Linked DNA regions of Macaca mulatta: region 2 is linked to region 1. The links are chromatin contacts, called in public Hi-C maps. All regions are on one chromosome and are shown on one strand. Each heading gives the region's core, a stretch centred on a gene start, on an enhancer-like site or on the middle of the called end of the contact. The rest is flanking DNA. Distances are from core to core; before and after follow the strand shown.

Evidence for each region. A called contact is a pair of places that touch in the nucleus more often than the background predicts.
Region 2: a Hi-C map of blood shows a contact between it and region 1, with 2.5 times the contacts expected there. The contact joins the promoter of LNPEP here to the promoter of ERAP2 in region 1. A contact is called at or near these places in 2 of 14 Hi-C or Micro-C datasets (blood and liver).

Annotation. Positions count from the first base shown.
Region 1 is chr6:103,227,679-103,231,982 of T2T-MMU8v2.0, forward strand. It overlaps ERAP2 (endoplasmic reticulum aminopeptidase 2), which reads left to right and starts at 1,633. Exons shown (of 19, transcript XM_015140480.3): 1 at 1,633-2,374.
Region 2 is chr6:103,290,677-103,294,989 of T2T-MMU8v2.0, forward strand. It overlaps LNPEP (leucyl and cystinyl aminopeptidase), which reads left to right and starts at 1,289. Exons shown (of 18, transcript XM_001092287.5): 1 at 1,289-2,386. The coding sequence starts at 2,368.

The DNA.
Region 1 (4,304 bases), core at 383-2,882:
ACAAGAAAAGAAAGAAAGGAAGAAAGAAAGCAAAGCAAAGCAAAGAAAAGTTAGGAGCCCATTTTGCTGAGAAACTCTTTTAAATAAGCTGCAAAGTACTTGAATCCTGCTCAATTTTCACTTCTAGGATTCTGCATCTCAATTCCATAGCCTGTTTCTTCATTCTCCACCACCACTTCTGTTCCAGTGGGCAGGAGAGAGCTCTGAAAACACACATGCACTCGCCCACATACCCACAGCTAGGCTGGATCCTGTGACAAGGAATATCACAGAAATACTCCCAGCCTCCTATACCTCTTCTACTTGCCCCCACACCCTGTAGAGTTAGAGTCCGTAGATAAGCCCTTGGGGCCTCCTCTTCTTTGTCCTCTTTGTCCCCTTCTTTTTCCCACTCACTGGTTTCCAGCCATCCCCCTTCCTGTGGTGTCCCTCTCACTACGTGAAATGCAGCTCTGAGGGACCCCATTCAGTCTTATGCCTCGGGCCTTAGGTGTAGGTAACTGCCTTGCTTTCTGCCCCTTCTACATTATCGACTTGTTCATTCAGGTTGAGATAATAAAATGTAGAAATGGGGAAAAATTAAAGCTTGAGACTTAACTAGGATCTAATCATGGCAACATGTGCTGTTGGGCCAAACATAGGTTGCAAACACAAACCACAGCAGGACAAGGCACATGATACAAGTCTCTGAAGAGCGTCTGCAACACAATAAGGGCTAAGCTTGCTATATTTCACTCAACAATAGAACTCGTATGGATATATTGCCTTTTAATAGACTGTGATTCAAACAAAACAACTATAGGCTGGCATATACGCTGCCAGTCGGCCACCATGGTTCCCACTCTAGGACTTGCCCCTCTGTAAATGGGGAAATCAAGGAAAGATCTTGAGCAGTGGGGGAGGCATGGTCAAGCAGTAGTTGAAAGGATTAATCTGGTGGCATTGTACAAGTAAACTGCAAGAAGCTGAGCTTGCGAAGCTGGGAAGATATGGGCGAAGGCCATTGTGAGGAAGGATGAGGACCTGGACTACTTTAATAAGCAGTGGGAGTTTTTCTTAATTGGATAGAACGAGATTGAAAATGATTCAAAAGGGCCAGTTGTGGTGGCTCATGACTGTAATCCCAACCCTTTGGGAGGCTGAGGCAGAAGGATCACTTGAGCCTAGGAATTTGAGACCAGCCTGAGCAACCTAGGAAGACCTCATCTATAAAAATAATAATAATAATAAATTAGCTGGGTGTAGTGGTGGATGCCTGTAGCCCTAGCTACTTGGGAGGCTGAGGTGGGAGGATCATTTGAGCTGAGGAATTCGAGGCTGCAGTGAGCTGGGATGGCACTACTGCACTCCAGCCTGGGTGACAGTGAGACCCTATCTCAAAAAAAAAAAAAAAAAAAAGGAAAAGGAAAAATCCACAGGCTTTGGTAACAAATTGGAGAGGGACAGAATCAAAATAACTAACTATATGGTTCAATCTCAGATAATGGAAGAAGGCTGGAAGCATATAAAGCTCAAGCAAAGGGTGTTAATCTGGGGAAAGAAAACACTGTTTGAGTTGTTAGGGTTCTGGTTCAGGTTAGGGTTAGACATCCACGTAATGTCAGTCCATCGGCCTGTTGGAATTACAGCAGCAGAACCCTTGGAGGAGGGATCACAATGGGAGCAATGTGGGATGAATGGGGATAAATGCTAAATCTGGGTACTGGAAAGGATAAAGAGAGGGCAGAGCAAAGTCCAGAGGTTTCATCTTTGTGGAAGGTCTATATTCAGAGCAAAGAGGAAGTAGAAGCCCAACTCAAACAGGCAGATAAAGAGAGATCAAAGAGATGAGGGTGAGATACAGTCCCCTCGTACCCAAGGAGACAGGGAGGTTACAGACTGGAAAAATTGAGAATAATCACCTCTGATAAAGACCACAGAAGTTGCCTGGGAGGTGTTTGGTACGCTTGGAGTTAGTTACATTTGTCGGGTGCATGGGCAGAAGTCAGATTTCATAGCACTGAGGACGCAGCACAAGGAGAAGTTCAAGATCAATTCCTAAGGCAACTTGGCACTAAAAAACATGAAGTATGTTCTGAAGGCTTTACCCTGGGGATACGGGAACGGAGGCGATAACAGCAGAAGTGGCAGCCACTGGCAATCCTTTCTTTCCATGGTTTGGCTTATACTCCAAAGCCACTTATTAGTGCATTCTGCAAAAAGTTTCTTATCCTTTTTGGAATAAAGCTTGGATCCTAAGCTCCATTCACACCTGCGTGATAATGAACCAGCTAGCACTGTACTCAGGAAGCGTGCAAAGTTCTGAATCTTATAACAGAAAGTGAAAGCAAAAATAAATTCTCCTTCAGTCAAATCTGCAGCAGCATGACTTAAGGTAATGTATCAACATTTCTCTTGGGTTTGTCTTAAAATTAGAATTTTTCAATGAGAATAATGAACTGAAGGTATAGAACTGCTGTGTTGAGAAGGTTTTGTAATCTAAGGCAACATTCTGGAGGACCGGGGTGAATTGGGCATGGCTGTATTAGAAAGTGTATGCAGTCGAGGGTGGGACTTGATCTAAGACTCTGCTGCACTGACTCACTCTCTTTCAGAGATCTTTTTGTCTTTTCTAAACATTTGTGATAATTCTTGCCTCTTCAATCCCAGGATGTTTTGTTCACTGCATTGCTATTTAAGGTACAGTGCAGTATAATAGAAAGCTAGAGGTCAAAGAGCTGTGTTTTAGTCCTGATTCTGCTTCAAACTTCCTGTGTGGATTTTGAGAAGTCACCATCCTGTTTCTTTACCTGTTTATTTAATTTATGTATTTATTTATTTATTTTGAGACAGAGCCTCGCTCTGTCGCCGAGGCTAGAGTGCAGCAGCACGATTCAGCTTACTGCAACCTCCACCTCCCAGGTTCAAGCGATTCTCGTGCCTCAGCCTCCTGAGTAGCTGAGACTACAGACATGTGCCACCATGTCCGGCTAATTGCTGTATTTTTAGTAGAGACAGGATTTCACCATGTTGGTGAGGTTGGTCTCGAATACCTGACCTCAGGTGATCTGCCCACCTCGGCCTCCCAAAATGCTGGGATTACAGACCTGAGTCACTGTGTCTGGTCCTGTTTCTTTATCTGAATACTAAGGACTTGTACTAGCTGGTCTTTAAAACCCTTACTAGTTCTAAAGTTAAAGACTGTGTGAGTAAAGCTTTTCTCTCTACTTTTATCAATCAAGTACATCTCTGGGAGTGTCTGCTACAAGTGGGGGCAGAGCTACTCCTTCATTTTGGTCACTGAATGCAAGTTATAATCCCAATAATAATTTCCTATCCAACACTCATTACTTGCTTCCTATATGCTCCATGCTCTGCTGTGCCAACTTCTTCACATGAATTATTTCATTTAATCATAGCAGCATGAGGAAGACATGATTATTACACTGTTTTATGGGTGAGATCAATGAAGCTCAAAAAGTCAGAAACTTTGCCCATGATGACACAGGTGAGGTTGGTGGACTTAGTATTGGAATCCGGTCTGATTCCAAAGCCTCAGACCCACCTAATAAGTCATTCCATTTTTTTTAAACCCTCCAAAACTCAAGTTAATAGACCAATTATGAGTGTACTTATCAGAGGTTCTTGGAACATTGAGATTTGTAGCAGTAATTTAATGCTTGTTTTTCAAAAGGAGGGAGAAGTATCTTTATTTAATATTATTTTATTTGTGTTCCTTTAATAATACCTGTTATCTGCATTAGTATTGCAAATTGAAAAATTGAAGTAATTATCTGGATAATTAATACTGCAAAACTTGTTAAGGATTATAAAAAGAAGCAGCAGCAGAGAAAACCTTCATGGTTTCAGTTGGAGCAGTAAGGAGGTAAGTAGAGGCAGGTGGCAGGGTGAGAGTAAGAATTGATTCTCCTAAATTAACTATGCTGGTCATCCTAATTTTATATGTGTTATAGCTTTACCCTTCGAAGAGTAAGAAACTTAGTTCTATTTACAAAGGTAGTAAATTCAGTTTGATTTAATTGTGCTTTCAAAAGTAGTGTAAAGGAAAAGAACTAAACCTTTAAAAAATTATGTGAGAATATTATAAACTCAAAATTTATTTCAATGGCTTTTGACATATTGAAAATAAACTGAGGATAAACACCTACCTTGACCAGCAACCTTTACACCAGTAGCCATAAAATGAGGCCATTCAGATAATGTTATCGAAAGAGTTGAAGTTCAATGCCATTAGTAGAAGTAATAATAATATCTGGTATCCAAAGAATATAGATTATATACAGAATATTCTTTGTGACTTATGA
Region 2 (4,313 bases), core at 39-2,538, 63 kb after region 1:
ATATACTGTATAATATCTGAACTGGGATACATCAGCCCCTGTGGTTCACTATTTTTGGTTCTGAAATGCCAGCACAAGGGGCCAGCCTAAGGGCTCTGATTACCTTTCACACATTAGGAAGACAGCAACTCTGACATATCATATGATACAGAAACCTTCTCTGTACTGATCAAACACATCATTCAGTATGGAGTCATTAACTGGAAGGGCTTGCAGCAGTGGAAGTGAACTCTAAACACCACTACGTCCTTCACTTATTCACGCAAAAATTATTTATTGTATACTTACCCACGCATTGGGGATACAGCTTTAAAAAGGATTACGACCCTGCCCTCACAAAGCTTGCATTCTTGAGAGGGAGACTGATAATAAACAACAAATCCACAACGTTGTTTCAGACAGTGATGAGGGCTGAGAAGGAAATAAAGCAAGGCCAAGTCTTTATAGAGTGTGGCTATTTTAGATGTATGGTCAGACAAGGGTTCTTTGCAGAGGTGACATCTGAGCTGAGACTTAAATGACAAGATGGAATCAGTAGGCAAAGTACTAAGCAAAAGAAACGGCTCTTGTGCGAAGAGCGAGCAAAAGGAATGATTAACAATGATGGATGGAACTTGGCGACTTCCAGGAACAGCATGAAGGCCTCTGTGACCAAAACATGGTGAGAATGTGCTGATGAGGTCCCAGAGTTAGGCAAGGAGTTTCATTTTTTTTTTTTCTAAGTGCAGTTGGTATGCACTGGAAGTTTCAAGTAGAGCGTGGATTGTGAGGGATGTAATAACAACAGACAGTTTAAAATACAATATTGTACTTCGATTTGACTTCTTCGAAACCTAGTTTCCAATTCCAGTGCTGGTCAAACAACACCCTGGCCGTCCCTGTTTGCGCAGGCTGTTTGCGCTCGCCGCGGCTTGTTTGTCCCTGGCGCCCCGCTGTTGACAGCCTCGGAGCGTGTGACAGTTGGCAGGCGCAGTGAGGCGCAGCCCGAGCCAAGTCAATGCAGGGGCCGGGGCTGAGGGAGGGGAAGAGGCAGAGGAAGCGGTGGTGGCGCGCTGGGAGGGCGGCGGCCTCTGCAGCGAGGGTGGTGGCGATGCGCAGACCGAGAGGGGGAAAAGGAAGCCTTCCCCGAAGAGCCTCCTGGGGGCTCACGGGGCCCCTGGCGGTTCGGCCCCGGAGGCTAGCGGGGCTGCCCGATTTGGCACTGGAAACAATGGTGGCTCGGGGCTGGAGGCAATTGCGCGAGAGCTGGGGGGCAGGGGCGACTAGGGGAGTTTCGGTTTCTCGGGCCTAGCGCCGCGGAGCCTTGCTGCGAGCCCCAGCGGTGGCACCCCCGGGAACCGCAGGTGTTGATTTAAGGCTTGGAACAGGCAGGCCTTCTGCCCACATCCTGCGGCGCCTGTGATCCGGCCCGGGCGATCCGGCGCCGGGTTTTGTTATCCGCCCGCACCTAGAGGCCGCGCCCGCAGCCGCCAGCCCCGGGACTGGACCCCAGGGCGCCCTCGGCCCTGGACCCCGGGGAGCCCTCGGCCCTGCGGGGTCCCTGCCCTCTCTTCCGTCTCCTCCTCACCGCCCTCCCGGGGCACTATGATGCGGGAGGGCATCCCTGCCGAAAAGACCTACAGCGCCCGTTCCCTCGGTCCTTCGAAAAGTGATCCCTCGGCGGCCAACCTCCCCAGGGAAACCGGCGATTCGCAGTTCGGATAGCGACCTTCGCCCGCAGGTTCCTGCTCTGCCTTCAGACCTCGGCTTCAGTGGCACCTGCTCAGCGAGGCCGTGTCCCACCAAGCCATCCGAATTAGCTACCCACTCACTCGCCATCACGTCACCCCGATTTAATGCGCAGCGGGGCACTGACTTTACACTCGTGTGTCTTCTGTGTTTATTTATGGTCTGTTTCTGGAATGTCCGCACCTGGGACTGGGACCATGTTTTCTGGCGCAGTGCGGGTGTCTCGGCGTCCAGAATCGGGCGGGTCGCAGTAGGGCTCCACAATTGTTGAGTGACTGAACACGGTTCCCGGCCAGGGAGAGCGCCGCAGCCAGGTCCACTTCAGGCAGTGACGGGGCGGGGCTTTCCCGGCCCCGCCCAGGCCCCGCCCCAGCGCGCACCCGCTCCCACCTCGCCTCTCCGCTGAGCCGCCGGGGGTTAGACTGTGCATTTCCCTCTTGCTTCCCTCGCTCTTTCTGCAGCCGCCACGAAAACCCGGAACGGCGGAGCCACCGAGCGGCGGAGCGGCGCCGCCCCTCGCGGCACCTCCCTGGCAGCCCCTGGAGGCCGCGCTGGGCATGCTCAGTCGGCTGGGCCGCCTCAGCTTTCGGAGTAGGAAGCTCGGGCGCTCGGGCTGTGAGGAGCCGCGGCGGGGGGAAAATGGAGCCCTTCACCAATGGTGAGTGGGCAGCCGAGGCGCCGGGACCCAGGCTCTCCGGAGCCCCGAGGGTCGTGGGCAGTCGTGATACGCGGGATCGGGCTGCTGCCGTCACCCCCCACACCGCGGGCTTCCCACGAGGGTTGGGGGAGGCAGGCAGAGGGATCTAGGGGAGGCAGGGAGGTTCGGGGGGCGGGCGGCGGCCAGTGCGGGACCCGGAGCTGGCGTGAAGGTCAGCGCCGCCGCCGCTCGCCCGGGGTGCGGCCGGTGGGCGAACCGCAAAGTTTGGGCTGCTGTGCGCAGAGGAGTGGGCAGTGGGAAAGTTGGCAGCTCAGGTTTGCCCCCGGAGGAGGCGGTGTCGGGCCGACTGTCCTGCAGGAGCTTTAAGCTGTGGCAGCCGCCGAGCCCAACTTTTGTGGGGCGCCAGGAGCTGTCCCCCTGCCCTTCAGTGAGCTGCCGGCGTGACTTTTCCTAATAGGGCGGGGTGGGGGTGGGAGGCTTGGCAGGTTAATGTTGTGGAAGGAAGGAAAACTTCAGGAAAGGCTTGCTCACCTCGCTCGGGGCCGCAGAGGTGCCTTCCCGCAGTGTCACCCTGCTGACCCTGCCGAGGTACTCCGCCGGGCCACCACGCTTCCCCTCACTGGCTGCAGATCATATCAGTTTTTCAGTCAAAGACTTGTTCATGTCAAGGGTCCGTCACGGTGATACCACTGTGTGACAGGAAGCGAGAGTCAACGTAGGGAGCCTGCACCCTGCAAACAGCCACAGACAGCCCTTCACTGAATGGGGGGCATAAATCCCACACTAGTTAGAACGATGGCTTTTGTGCGACCCAGAAGTGCCAGACCCACGATACAGGGGTGAGATGAGATGTCTTACCATTTTGCGGTGTTGAGTGTGTGGATTCCCTTTTAAGATAGAAAGTAGGAAAACTGCCAGTAAGGGAGACGACCCACTAAAATTAGAGGATTCACTCTCTGGTTGACATGTTTTCCTGAGTATGGTTGGTTACTTCAAGTAGAGTATCCCATTAATAGGGGCCTCAGTCTGTCCCTGTTTAGGTACGTTAGTTACCCAAATCCCAGCCAGACTTTGTTGTATGCTGTGCTTCATTCATGAGGCTGCGAACTACTGATTATATTCTCCCTTCTCTTAATATAGAATGCTTTATTCTACTGCCATCTTTCTGTCTGTACTGTTTAATTAGGCTTACTGATAACAACTTTAATTCTGAATTGTTTTTCTCATTCAGGTTCTGTTTGTAATTACTAAAACTTAAAGAATAGTCTGGTGAAGTTACTCGAAGAATTAAGGAAGGTTTGAGCTAAAAGGAACTAGAGAGACCATCTAGTACTTTAGTGTAAAATATGTTTAATATAAGTCGTTAAGTCCTTGTAAGTGACTATTTCAATGCTTATTCTTTGTTCTTGGTAGAATGCTTGGAGTTACCATGTTTTTAAATGTGAAATTTCATCTAAATTAAAAAAAAAAAATTCTCAGTGACAAGGCTGACTCACCCATTTGGTCAAGATTAGTGCTAGCTGATTTGATGAACCTTTGCCTACAGAATTAAAGTACTTTCTCAAGTTTTAAAATTGGCGTCTTTTCTCTCATAGAATATGCTTCTAGATGTGGGTATTTGCAAACTGTCACATTTGGGAGGACAATGGAAAAATCCCACAGAAGAGAACAAAAAAAGAAGCAATGCTTCAACTTTCATGTAGGAAATTGGATTTCTGATCCTTTCCTATCTTTCGGAGTTGATGCTGGAGACAGCTTGGCAGTGCATAATTTTGGTTAATGTAGCAGTCACTTCTTGCAGCCTTATTTAGCATCCTTTTATAAGGAAAACAGAAATGACAATATCTACAGTCAACAAGAAATTAAATGTTAGCAATTTGAAGTGCTTTTCAGGTTTAAGATGGACAGGGTATTTATTTGAAAACTT